Linked DNA regions of Mus musculus: regions 2 and 3 are each linked to region 1. Evidence: chromatin contacts called from public HiChIP or PLAC-seq data. All regions are on one chromosome and are shown on one strand. Each heading gives the region's core, a stretch centred on a gene start, on an enhancer-like site or on the middle of the called end of the contact. The rest is flanking DNA. Distances are from core to core; before and after follow the strand shown. Region 1 has its middle 15 kb from the start of Gm12059. Region 2 holds the start of Usp34 (ubiquitin specific peptidase 34). Region 3 has its middle 45 kb from the start of Xpo1.

Region 1 (4,521 bases), core at 1,135-3,634:
TCATGAAGGCCTGTGGAGAAACAGTCCTGGAAATCTTCTGGGCCTTGGCTGATTGATGTCAATGTCTCAGCTGTGACATTTGTTATAGTTATACAAATGGTACACAGGAACTCTCTATTATTTAAAACAATTTCATGTAAATATAGTAATTTCAAAATAATGAATTTTAGAACAGTGTTCTGAAGAATAATCAGGGCAACTAAGGGGGCAGAGATGAGAGCAATTATTCTGTATAGGAGAGTTTGGAAAGTCTTCAACTGAAACACATTACCGTATTACCCATGGATACCTGGAGAATCCCAGAAGGAGGACCCTGGGGTGGGACCTCACAAACTCTTCCTTCACCCACATTAGAATGTCAATAGCCCAGACTTGTACAGATAATCTGTGCTGCTATAAGTTTATGCTTGCAACATTATGGGAGGTTCAAGGACTAGTGTGGGACTGTAATGGCCTAGGATTACAGAGGAAGAATCCAGGAGAGTTTCAATCCCAGGCCTCAGGCAGCATGGAGTTGGCTCTCTCCCAGCTCCCATCCTGGCACCATAAAGTTGACTCCCCCATCATCAACCCTAGTAAGAGTTTATTACCCTCATAGTTATTAGGCTTCTTTCTGGTTTGACCTTATAAGTCCTTGTGCTCCCACTATCAGCCCACTGCAGCCCCTGAATATGCAGATGATGCCTCTTCCAACACCTCTGCCCTGGCCATTGTACAGGGCCACACAAACCCAGGCCACCTCCCCAGGAGTATAAATACCCCTTTTCCAACCCCTCTCCATTATGCCTGTACACAATTAGATGTGAATATGGTTAAAATCAGATATTTTATATAAGGGGAAATGTGCAGAAAACAAAAACAAAAACAAAAAAAAAAAACTCAGTAAAACTAGAGAACCATCCAAATTCCACGCCTAGTACCAAACTGCTCCTTCTCCTAAAGTCAAACCCAGACAGTGACCAGAGCCCTGAGGTTCCTTGCTCATGTGGCCCCCTGTTCCCTTGCAAGTGTATTCTGATCTTTTCCATTGTTTTGCTTTGAGTAATACTCCTTCACTGCTTTACAATCTGTGTGGGTTTTGCCTCACTGTTAAACAAGAGCCTGGGAACACACAGTGACTACTGGCAACACCATCCTGGTGAGCTAGGACAGAGCAACAGGCAGTAAAATGAGAGATGGTGGAGATGGTGGTGGAAGAGACAACCACACAGGTTTACAGGCCACAGTTAAGCATGTCTGCCTTCGTTCTGAGGGAATGAGAAGCTGAGGAGAGCCGACATGTTGTGACTTATACTTTAGAAGTATGATTTCATTCCATTAAAAAAATAAATAAGCAAGAGGGCAGGGTATGGAGCAAGAGCCGTGCTTTGGACCAGCTGCCAGAGGAGGTAAGGAGCTGTCTGCTTCTGTGGTTTAGGTATGGCTACCTGCTCTGATGGGCTCCATGTGGGACAGGAGAGAAGAGGTCCGAGATCGGAACCCAGTCACGAGGGAAATGGAGCACAGAGAGAGGGAAGAGTAAAAGGGCAGGTCAAAAGGTTAGGTTTCTTTGTCTTTTTTTGTTTTGTTTTCATTTGCTGTAGAATAATCTTTTACAATGTCTTTTAAGCCAGGCAACACTTGGGAAGCAGGGACAGGCAGTTATATAGTGAGTTCCAGGACAGCCAGGGCTATGTAGAGAGATGGTCTCTTTTCAATTCCATACATGTATAGATTTACCATATAATTCCATACATGTATACATGCAGAGATTCACTTCTTCCACTCCCTGGAATTCCCAACACATTCCCCTTTAGCCGTCGTGTCCTTTCTTTCTTGCTCTCTTTGTAATTCATCCAGTCCACTTAGTGCTGCCTGTCAGGATGCTGCCTAACCTCATTGATTCAATTTTGTGCAGAGGTCATAAGCAGTATTACAGCTGCAGTGAGCTTATGCACACAATGGCCACACTGTGTGCAGAGGAAGCATTACACAGTACAAAGTTGTGTGCAGTGTTATATTGTTAAAGGTCCATGATTCATTGAAGAATGATACCCCAGACTCAAATAAGTAAATGCAAAGAGTGTTTTATTCTGCAGAAGTCCAGCATGATGGGGTCTCCCCATTACCAAGATAGGGAGACACCCAATTGAGCTTGCAGGCCTGATTTAAAGCACATTAGGGAATTTGGGGGTAGGTGGCCTCTATGTTAATCTGTTGGATCCATCTCTACAGACATTCCATTACCAGAGTGTGGGGGCTGGAAACTTGCCAGGGAGGTCTGGGAACTGTTTCTGAGGAAGTAGCTGAGGAAGTCTGGAAACTGCTGCTGACCCACTGTCCTTGCTTCAGGCCAGGTTGCTGGGACATTCCATTGCCTGGAGCCTGCAGTCTTTTTCTGACTTGTCTGGGCTTGCCTAGGCTTGCCCAGTTTTTAGGCCTAGTCTCCTTAACTACCAATTTGAAGTCTGTCCTGGAATCAGCCTAGCCTTCTCAATGCCTTTGGTGAGTTTATGTGCACAGCGGCCACACTGTGTGCTGAAGGTAGTATTGCACAGCACTCTTCTCCACTCTGGTCCTTTTCCGATGCCCCCTGAATCTTGATGTGGTAGTGGATGTAGATGTCCCATTTAGAACTGTGGATTCAACAGTCACTTCCCAGGCCATGGGCTTTTGACCAGGTTTACAGTACCAGACATGAATTCCTCAGGAGGCCTCAGAGCCAACAAGAGAGTGGCTGGCTCTCCCAGTGATCTTCATGCCTTTACTGACCCAGGCACATTTTGCCTGGCAAGTGACTATTGTAGCACGCAGGATCCACCACTTGGGAACAGTATTGATCACTTTTCTCTCTTGGTGGCCTGCACAGCACCTATTAGCACTATGAAAGATAGCTACCAGGAAGTTGTCGAGTCAGTTCTAGCTTGATTTCTCTCTGCCCTGAAATAAGTGCCGTGTCTTCAGCCAAAGGGTCTTATCATCTAGTTATGGTGGGAGAATGAGCAGTAGTGGTGGCTGTGTGGGGACCTCTAGGCCTCCCTGACAAACACCTAATAAGGTGGGATCCCTCATCTGGCACTGAGACTTTTATTTAATAACTCATGTCTTGGGCTGGAGAGATGGCTCAGCGGTTAAGAGCACTGACTGCTCTTCCAGAGATCCTGAGTTCAATTCCCAGCAACCACGTGGTGGCTCACAACCATCTGTGATGAGATCTGATGCCCTCTTCTGGTGTGCATAAAGAGAGTGACAGTGTACTCATATACAAAAAAATTAAATAAATGAACCTTTTAAAAGAATACCTCATGTCCTTCTGGGCAGGGGGGCTGGGAAACAACGCACCCACGAAGAATGTTGTGCTCAAACTCCCTAAACAGTTTTTTAAAATTATCTTACTAAGTAGAGGATTTCCATGTAGGTTGTCAGACATTCTAGGCTATAATTAATTCACCCCACCAGCCCCTCTCTTTCCCTGCCCCCACACGTGCTTAATTGTTAACTCCCCATGTCCTCTCCTACTTTACACTACAGGCACTCTACGCTAAGCCCCACCCATTGGCCCTTTCCACATTCCTGGGCTCTACTGAGACTCCAGATTAAACACACACCCCTAAAAGTTCCCCGAGGATCCACCTATGACAGGGGACGAGAAGCCATTGTGTTAACTGTGGGGCAGAGCTTAGACAGAATGCTAACTCATTGTCTTTCTGAACCTGAGCTACTCATTTCATGTTCTATTTTTCTAGCTCAGTCACTTCACTGCGAATTTCATAATTTCATTTTTCTTTATACATGAATAAAATTTTACTTTGTGGGGCTTGAGAGATGGTTTGGTGGTTAAGAGCACTTGCTCTAGAAGAGGACCTAGGTTTGATTCCCAGAACCCACCCACATCCTGGCTCACACCTGTCTGTTACTCCATTCCCAGGGATCCAAAACTTTCCACTGACCTTATGGGTCACCGGACATGCACATTGTACACATACATACATACATACATACATACGTGCAAAACACTCCAACAGATAAAAAAATTAAAAAATAACTAGTGTATATGTATCATGTCTTCATTAACCATTAGTTGATAGACATCTAAGCAGGCAATATTTATTTGCCTTATATCTGGGTCCTTTTAAAAAGGCTTTTTTTTGTATTATGTGTATGAGTGTTTTGTCTGTGTATATTGTATATCTGTGCACCACATGTATACAGGGTCTAAGGAGGCCAGAAGAGACCATTTGATCCTTTGGAACTGGAGTTAGGGATGGCTGTGAGGTGCCACATGTGTACTAGCAACACAACGTGGCTTCTCTGTAAGAGTAACAAGTGCTTGGAAGACATCCTTTCTTTATTCTTTTCCATTGGTGTGTGCCTGTGGGCAGCAAAAGGAACGGTGGGAAGTCAAATCATGGATCCAAGCTGACGACCTGTGTTCTGCTTAATATTTGCTACTCTAAGGGATGTGTGTGTGTGTGTGTGTGTGTGTGTGTGTGTCTGTGTGTGTGTGTGTGTGTGTGTGTGTGTCTGTGTGTGTGTGTGTGT
Region 2 (4,521 bases), core at 873-3,372, 230 kb after region 1:
TGATGTCTGCTGAGTCAATAATCATTGATAGGAAGACTCTAAGTGGGGAGAGGATGGGAGAAGGATGAAGGGAAAACAGCTACACAACTCACAAAGCTCATAGGAAATAACAGGAATAGGTTGGAGTGAAACTTTATAGCGCCGTGCAAAAACAGCATGAAGTTAGAAGCAGTTCTAGTGCACAGAAAAAGTGTGACACACCTTGACAAGACATCGTAGAAGATTAATACCGGGGCCCTCATTAACATGTGCTCAAGTTTTGGTTTGGGGTCATGCACATGACCTTTCAGACTTTGTTGTCATATCCCTGTGGAAGTATCTTAGAAACAGAAATTAGTGAAGGTAAAAACTAACACTAAGTTGTCCTGTAAAAATTGTTTAAAAAATTACTCTTTTTTTTTTTGCCTTAATGTATGTATGTATGTATGTATGTATGTATGTATGTGTGTGTGTGTGCTAGGAGTGTGGACGGTGACCGCAGAAGTCTGAAGAGGGATTCGAATGCCCTGGAACAGGATATAGATGGTTATGAGCACCATGTGGGTGCTGGGAATTGAATCTGGATCCTCCGCAAGAGTTTCAAGTGCTCTTATTGCTGAGCCATCTTTCTGAGCTTCTAGTTCTTTTTTTTTTTTTTTTTTTTTTTTAAGATTTATTTATTTATTATATATGTAAGTACACTGTAGCTGTCTTCAGACGCACCAGAAGAGGGCATCAGATCTCATTACGGGTGGTTGTGAGCCACCATGTGGTTGCTGGGATTTGAACTTCGGACCTTCGAAAGAGCAGTCGGGTGCTCTTACCCACTGAGCCATCTCACCAGCCCGAGCTTCTAGTTCTTAATGCAATACCAAACTTAAGTTGGGTGTCCCTTTCACTTGTTTTCCACTCCTGGCTCCATTTCTTTTGGCACTGGGCAAATGGGGTTATAAAAGTCGCTCAGGCTGCCTTCGAACTCGGAGCAACCCTCCTGCCTGCATTTAGGAAGTACTGTCGTAAACCATCACGCCAGGCTTCGTTCCTCACGGTACTAGCTCTCGCTGTCTCTCTCTGATGAAAAAGCCTAATAGAGCGTTTCCGATGAAGAATGAATGGGTAGACACACACGTTGTAAGACCTCGTGCGTAAAAACGAGGTGTCACGGTTTCTCAACCGCGCCATTTCTAGTCCTGTCAAGGTGTTTCACTGCTGAGGATCCATGAGCCTCACAGAACCGCACGGCTGAGATAAACAGGGATTCAGGTTAAGACGCGCCCTGGGCTGTTCCATTCTCCCGAAGCCAGGTGGGGAGCGAGCCGCGGCGTTGCCAGCATCTGCTGACCCGCGGCCGTCTCCACCCTCAAAGTACCCGAAGGACAGGCAAACTTCACCGCTTCCCCTCGGGGGTGCGGGAGATCAGGAGGCGCCGCGCCGCGGCAGGGGACGGGGCGGGCCATCCGTCGCGGCTCCGGCCGAGTCTCCCGGAGCGCGGAGCCCGTAGGGGCGGGAGAGGCCGCGTACCCGCGACCCGCCCGCAGCCTCCGCCATCTTCCACTCACCCGCCTCCCCCCGCGGCGGCGGGCGGCGCGCTCCCCTTCCGGCCGCTGACAGAGATCCGGCTGGGCGGGGAGGGCGAGCGCGCACAGGGGGTGGACCGAGGGCGGGGAGGCCGGACGGAAGAGGAAAGGGAGGGCGGCCAGCGGCTCCGGCAGGGCGTGCGGCGTGTGTGCGGAGAGAGGCGGAGGGCGGGGGCAGCGAGGAGGGCGGAGGAATGAGTGCGCGAGGCGCCTCTCTTCGGCTCCTTCGCCTGGGCGGAAAGAGCCGAGCGCAGCCCGAGCGCTCCATTAAAATGGCGGCGGCGGCGGCGGTGGCCGCGGCGTCTGGTCGGTGGTGAAGTGACTCTGCTGCTTCTCTCCCCACCCACCCCTCCCTCTCCCCTCCCCCGTCCTTCCCCCTTCCCCCGCCGCCGGCGCCTAGGCGCCCCTGAGGCCTGCGCTCCCCTCGCCCCCCTCCTCGCCCCCGCCCGCTCCCGCTCCCGGGCCCGCCGGCCCCCTCCCCCACCCGCGGCTCCCCGCCCCGTCCTCGCCGCCGCCGCCCGCCCTCGTCGCTTCCCCGCCCCGCCGGCAGGCCGGCCCCCTCCCCTGCCTCCGTCCCCTCCCCCCCGCCGGTCGGGATCAGTCAGCGCGATCCTAAGCGGGGGAGGGGGGGGCGGCGGCCGAACGATGTGCGAGAACTGCGCAGACCTGGTGGAGGTGTTAAATGAAAGTAAGTCGCCGGGTAGGGGACCCGTCGGGGTGCACGGTTTGGGGGTCCCTGGGCTGTGCTCTCCCGCCTTGCCTGCCTTCCCGGCCTGCGGGCTGCGGCGACCGGGCCGGCCCGGCGTACGGGCCTGTGTGCCCGGGAAGGTGCGTGGTGGCGGCGGCCGTCGCGGCGCCTCGGGCCCAGGCCGCCGGGTTACCTGGGCGCCCGAGAGGCCGCGGCGCAGCCCCGGCCGGGTCCGGCTTGGGCGGTCTCGGAAAGTTTCCTCATTACAGGTGTCAATTAATGAAGGCACTAATGAGCCCTTCCGCCCCTTTCCCCCTTCGAGGAAGGTGTGGGGAGGTGGGGTCGGAGGACTAGGCTTTGCTCTGCAGTCCGAGCCTCAGGGCCGCCCTCTTTGATTTCCAGCGTGCTGGGGAGGCCTCGCTTACCTGCTAATTTTCGTTAAAGTCCGTGGGAGAAGGGTGGTGATTTTTCCATCCCTTGAGGGTGTGTGGGTGTATTCAATCCATCTGCCAGCCCTTAAATAGCAGAAATTGAACTGCAATAGTGATGATTGGAACCGTCTTACCTTAATTAAAAATAAAGGTGATAGTATTTCTTTAGTACCATTCGTCGTTTAAGTAGTAAAGTCTATTATAAGGAGATCTCTACCAACGACAACCACCCCGAGTTAGTCATGGTCTGTCTCTGAAAATGAGAGGCCTTACTCCTTATTCTTTATTATTGTATTACATATTTTATTTTTGGCCTTGCAAGATTGCATTTCTGCTTAAGAAACAGGGAATATTGCACGTCAGCCACTTGTGGGCCCAGAGGTGGTTTAGATGAAAAGATAATTTACACAAACTTGATTTGTGACAAATATTCATTTGAGGTATTGGAATTTATATTCAGTGTGATATTTTGACAGATTTCGAAACTACTTATTCCTTTTAATTCATTCATTTAAAAAGTCTATTTGTAGATTGTAATTCCCTTTTGGTTGCTTAATTTTTACTTTATTATGTGCTTGAGTTTCACTTTAATGGCTAAAAGGTTTATAATTTATTTTCAGCTATGTATTTAGTTCCTGACAGATTAAAGTAGGTGTTTTGTATATATTCAAACTACATTTTCCCATATCTGTGTCATCCTACATTTTCCTAGTATTTTATAAGGTTATTCCTATTTTGACATAAATTTCATTCTTGGTAGAAGTGATATGGTAAACATAGTTCCTTAGTACTTATTTCAGTAAAACATTTTGTATCTTAGAAATACATTGATGATTGTGACTCTCTGTTCTCCAACTTGAAAGTACTTAATTGTTTAGTATACTTTAGGAAAAATAGTTTGGGAGAAGTGATTTAAAGATTCTGTAGGTATGTGTGTGTCTGTTTACAGATATATTCCTGTGAGTGCAGCTGCCCAAGTAAGCATCAGGTCCCCTGGAGCTGGAGTTGCAGCAGATGTGAGCTGCCCCAGATGTGAGCTGCCCCATGTAGGTGCTGAGAACTGAACCCAGGTCCTCTGGAAGAGCAGCAAGTGCTCTTAACTACACTGAGCCATCTCTCCAGCCCCCTTAGGGTGTGATTTAAAACATTTTAAGCCTAACTAGGAATGTTGTAAACATAGTATCTAAAGAAAATTTACTTGAGAAGAGATGACCTTTGCATGGTATAGATAGATACTCTTTTTAAGGGCTGGTGACATCTCTCAGGGGAGTGGGTTTACTCCAGGGTCCCCACATTCTCACACACATGCATGTAAGTTAGTAATAAAAAGGTGTTATGATTGTCTTGAAATTGTGTCAGTCAGTGTTTCCCAAAGGTACTTACTTATATGCTTAGTGTTTTCTTTAAGGCTCATTGGAAAATCAGCCTTCAATCATCTCAGGAGATATATATATTTTTAAACCACCGTAGTTGTCTTAAATGCTTTCATATGTAGTGAGATGTTGTTTCAAAACTGTATTTTCACTGCGGTCCCCCCCCCCCCCCCCCCGCCACCCCAAGTATGATACTGAGTTCTTGAGGACAGGACAGATTCTACTTCACTGTGGTAATTAATGTTTGCCAGTGTGCAAGATGGATGGAGCTTCAGGATGAACATGGTGGTTGAACTGGGACTAAAACTCGTTGAATTAGCCTGGCCTGCTAGTACAGGCTTGTTTGTAATCCCAGCTACTCAGGAAGCTGAGGCAGGGCTACCACAAGGTCAAGGATCTTTCTGGGCTACAAGATGAGTTTGTCTCAAAATAAAAAGTAAGAGTGCTTGGCATACAGCTCAGTGGTAGTGTTT
Region 3 (4,521 bases), core at 924-3,423, 130 kb after region 1:
AAAACATGTCTTACATGTGCCTGCTGCAATATTCTAAACTTCCTTTCACCTGTCTGCCCCAGGAAACATCATATGACACAATTGAATTTCCAAAGAAACCAGAAATTTCCACTTCAAACCTTTATTTATTTATTTATTTATTTATTTTGTTTTTTTCGAGACAGGGTTTCTCTGTGTAGCCCTGGCTGTCCTGGAACTCACTCTGTAGACCAGGTTGGCCTCAAACTCAGAAATCCTCCTGCCTCTGCCTGGGATTAAAGGTGTGCGAGACCACTGCCCGGCCCTTCTTTTATTTTTTTAGATGATTTATTTATTTATCTATGTGCGTATGAGTTTGTGTAAGTGTATGTGCACATGTGTATACAGGTACAGACACCTGAAGGCATCAGGTATCTTGTCTATCATTCTCAGCTTATTCCTTTTTTAATTATTATGGAATATTTTTTCTTTATGTGTATCTGTTTACTGTGTCTGTGCCTGATTACTGCAAAAGCCAGAGGGAGGCATCAGAATCCCGAGACCTAGAGTTACAGATGTTTGTGAACCACCTTGTAGGTGTTGCGATTCAAACCTAAGTCCTTTGGGAAAACGGCCCAGTGCTCTTAACCACACGGCCATCTCTCCTGCCTCTTGGCAGAGTTTCTGCCTGAACCTATAGCTCGTATTCTCTGGGCTAGGCTGGAAGCCAGCCACCCTCAGAGATCTTCCAGTACCAGCTCCACTCACACCTGGGTACGTACTGAACACACAGCTTTTTATGTGGCTGTTGGAATCAGAACTCCAGTCCTCCTGGTTGTGAAACAAGCACTCCTAACTGCTGAGTCAACACTCTACCCTCAATTCCCAACTTAATTCTTTTTTTTTTTTTTTCTTTAACCTTCATTTCGAAGTTTATGTTGTAGCACTTTGTTTCAATATAATGTAACTTACTGATCAGGACTGTTTATAAATGTAACACTTGGCCTATGTGTAAGTGTGTATGTATACACATATGTGTGTATGTATACACACATATGTGTGCTCATGGAGGCCAGAAACCATGAGTCGCCTGATGTGAACACAGGGAACAAAATTCTAGTCCTCTGAGACAGGATCTCACCAAGTAACTCTGGCTGGCCTGCAACTTGCTATGTAGACCAGACTGACCTTAGACATGTCATAGAGATCCACCTGTGTCAGACTCCCATATACTGGGTTAAAGGTATCTGTCACCACCCAGTCTATCCCCCCCCCTTTAAATTAAAAAAAAAACAAAACAAACAAACAAACAAAACAAACAAACAATCAGTATGTTAAGTGAAAAACCATGTTGTCTTACTACATGCTCAGAAAACTGTCTACTTCTACATGAAGAGACTTTTCTGTATGGATTTGATTCGCTTCCCAGTGAAAGCTCCCTCCCGAGACACTTCTTTGGGATCAGTCCTGATGCTCTCCTTATATAAGTAATAATACAATTTTACCTCTTAATTGTGTGTATTGACTTTGAGTCTACTGTGGTGTGGGGGAGGGACTGTGAGCTGTTGGGCTACAATTATGCACTGATCAAAATCCTTAGAATGGAGCAGAGTGGGCAGTGTCACATGACACCAGTGTTCCTTGCCTTCAGGAAGCTGCCACGGGGTGTGGTGGGGGGTGGGGTGGGGGTAGGGGGTGAGGGGATGAGGGCTGGAGGCAGTGTCCAAATTTCATATGTACATCTGATATGCTGGGTTTGATTTTAAATTTTTAAGTAACCAATTACTATGACTAGTTGCTTTATTCTACAGAGTGTGCCAACGACTCAGACAGAAGTGTGTTGTAGTTGGCTTGGTGGTACACACCTGTAAACCCAGTACTTCTGCAGGTGAAGGCAGAAGGCTCTCCAGTTCCAGGCCAGTCTCAGCTACAGGGTAAGACTCTGTCTCAAAACAAACAAGCCCCAATAAGTAGATCCCTTCGCTCCGCTTGAATGCCAGTGTTTATTCTTAGACGGAACAGTCCTTGGGAACTACAGAAATGCTCTTTTTGGAGAAAAGGAAGTTTAAAAACGGGTGCAACACTGTGAGTTGTGAACTAACGGGCTGAGCAGGGAAAACCCAGGCCCCGAGCAGAGGGGGAAGGCTGAGGTGGCCAGGCAGCGGAGGCAGGGGCGGGAGTGGACAAAGAAAGGAAACCCAGAACAATAGCGCCCCTCCACCTCTGCTCCCGGGAGGCGTGGCTGCCTCAAGGGTGGGATTGGCTCAAAACTGCATGGGGGATTAGAAGTTACCTCGCAGAGGCTTTTAAATATTTTCTGTGAATTCTAAATGTGGCTGAGGGAAGAGAAGCGTCTCCAGGACCAGGCGCTTCTTCAGGCCCCACTTTCTAACTTCACTGCCGCGAGATGGGGTCGCTGACGACAACACCATCTCAATTAGTCTCTTTCTTTGTTTTTATTTAGTTTTTTTTTTTTCTCTTTTCTTTTCTTTTCTTTTCTTTTCTTTTCTTTTACTTAGAATCTCACATAGCCCGGGCTGGGCTGAAACCTGCTGTACCCGAGGACGACCCTGAGTTTCCTGATTTCTTGACTTCTTCCCAAGCACTGAGATTCCAGACAGTGTGCCACCACACTCCCGTGTTTGCTTGACCATTTCTTTCTTTCTTTCTTTTTTTTTTTTTTAAAGATTTATTTTGTTAATATATGTAAGTACACTGTAGCTGTCCTCAGACACTCCAGAAGAGGGAGTCAGATCCTGTTGCGGATGGTTGTGAGCCACCATGTGGTTGCTGGGATTTGAACTCTGGACCTTCGGAAGAGCAGTCGGGTGCTCTTACCCACTGAGCCATCTCACCAGCCCTCTTTTTTTTTTTTTTAAGATTTATTTATTATTATATCTAAGTACACTGTAGCTGTCTTCAGATACACCAGAAGAGGGCGGCGGATTTCATTACAGATGGTTGTGAGCCACCATGTGGTTGCTGGGATTTGAACTCAGGACCTTCAGAAGAGCAGTCAGTGCTCTTAACCACTGAGCCATCTCACCAGCCCAGCTTGACAATTTCTATAGGGATCAAATTTAACAGTGATGTCATAAAATCTTTTCATAGAGAAAGCTGCTCTTAGACCTGCACTCTGGGGCTGGAGAGATGGCTCAGTGGTTAAGAGCACAGACTGCTCTTCCAGATGTCTTGAATTCAATTCCCAGCATCCACATACATGGTGGCTCACAACCATCTGTATTGGGATCTGAAGCCCTCTTCTGGTGTGTCTGAAGATAGCTACAGGATACTCATACATATAAAATAGATAAATAAATAAATTAAAAACAAAAACAAAAAACCTGCACTCTGCACTCCCAGTACTTGGCAGGCAGAAGGCTGAAGGTTTCTGCAGCATTCAGGCTGGCCAGAGCTGCAGAGCAAGATCCTGTCTAGTCTCAAACCTTCTTTCTATACAGTTAAGGATGACCTTGAACTTCTCATCTACCTGTTTCCCCCAAGTGCCAGGGCTGGTCACCAGCTAAAAATTTGCTGTTGCTCGGTTCAGTATACATGCCTGGCATTTGGGAGGCTTAAGCAGTAAGTCCCCGGCCAGCCTGATCTACAAAGCCGGGGAAGGCTCCATAATGAGATTCCATCCCAAAACCAAAGCAATTACAATACAGGACTGGAGAGACAACTCCATTAAAGTGCTATTCATGAACACAGGAGGATTAGTTTGGATCTCAGAACACATACAAACACCAGTAATTCCAGCACTGAAGGCAGAAATAGGGAACACCCCCCACAAAGCTGGTTAGTGAGCTCTGGGTTCACTTGAGAGACCCTGACTCAATGAATGAGGTGGACAGCTACTGAAGACACCCCTGACACCTACCCTGGGCCTCCACAGGCTTACACATCCATGTGCACACACTGAGGGAGATACAAATGCACATGAGTGTTTGCACCACACACGTACACAGGAAAACAAAAGAGTACTCTGTGTTGTTTGGATTGTTGTTTATCTCCATCTGAAAAGCGCTAGTGTGTTTTACCTTGCCTAAGTCAGAGTCGGGATTTCTCTAACGTGGGCACCTCATCTGGGGCTGCTGTTCTGCCAATGACCATATATGATCTCTCACCTGATTTTATCATGACGTTCTCATTGCAAAGGGGAGGTGTGAACCGACAGTTCTGGTCCCAAGCACTCAGAAGCTATTATTTAATCTCCTTTAGTTAATGCATGACTGTCGATACGTCATATGCTCAGGAGAAAGTAGCAAATTGGATCAACTGTATAGATCACTCTGGAAATAAAGAAATTAATTAAAATAAATTGGGTCACACTTAGTTATATTTCGGGCTGAATTCTTTGTTTATTCTAGTTTGTTTTCCTGGAGCCATTAGAGCAGGATCCTCCTGATGGATGGAGGGAATTCATTTGCACTGAGCTCCATTTGACCTAGGGGAGCCCTTTCCGAGTCTTTACCCATCCCACCATCGTTTTGCTCTATGTACACTATCAAAGCAAACTAGCCTTTTCACCTCAGGCCCTACCAGTGTTCACACAACAGTGTC

What was found. HiChIP or PLAC-seq counts read pairs in DNA pulled down with a chosen protein or histone mark.
Region 2: an H3K27ac HiChIP or PLAC-seq map of embryonic stem cells shows a contact between it and region 1, with 18 read pairs. The contact joins the promoter of Usp34 here to the enhancer-like site in region 1. A contact is called at or near these places in 2 of 484 Hi-C or Micro-C datasets (embryonic stem cells and female germline stem cells) and 8 of 115 datasets of contacts at active chromatin or transcription factors (bone marrow-derived macrophages, embryonic stem cells, epiblast stem cells and 2 more).
Region 3: a contact with region 1 is called in an H3K27ac HiChIP or PLAC-seq map of embryonic stem cells, with 26 read pairs. The contact joins two enhancer-like sites. A contact is called at or near these places in 1 of 484 Hi-C or Micro-C datasets (nephron progenitors) and 4 of 115 datasets of contacts at active chromatin or transcription factors (bone marrow-derived macrophages, embryonic hindbrain and embryonic stem cells).

Annotation. Positions count from the first base shown.
Region 1 is chr11:23,078,282-23,082,802 of GRCm38.p6, forward strand. No RefSeq gene overlaps it. Among named protein-coding and RNA genes, the nearest start is that of Gm12059, 15 kb to the left of the region's middle. Within about 2 kb of position 2,385, at least 33 of the 459 cell types and tissues checked have an H3K27ac peak or open chromatin away from gene starts, as enhancers often do. A contact at or near this core is called in embryonic stem cells, stem cell-derived neural progenitor cells and trophoblast stem cells, where this site is marked.
Region 2 is chr11:23,304,773-23,309,293 of GRCm38.p6, forward strand. Usp34 (ubiquitin specific peptidase 34) reads left to right here and starts at 2,123. Exons shown (of 80, transcript NM_001190401.2): 1 at 2,123-2,244. The coding sequence starts at 2,202.
Region 3 is chr11:23,209,213-23,213,733 of GRCm38.p6, forward strand. No RefSeq gene overlaps it. Among named protein-coding and RNA genes, the nearest start is that of Xpo1, 45 kb to the right of the region's middle. Within about 2 kb of position 2,174, at least 106 of the 459 cell types and tissues checked have an H3K27ac peak or open chromatin away from gene starts, as enhancers often do. A contact at or near this core is called in embryonic stem cells, where this site is marked.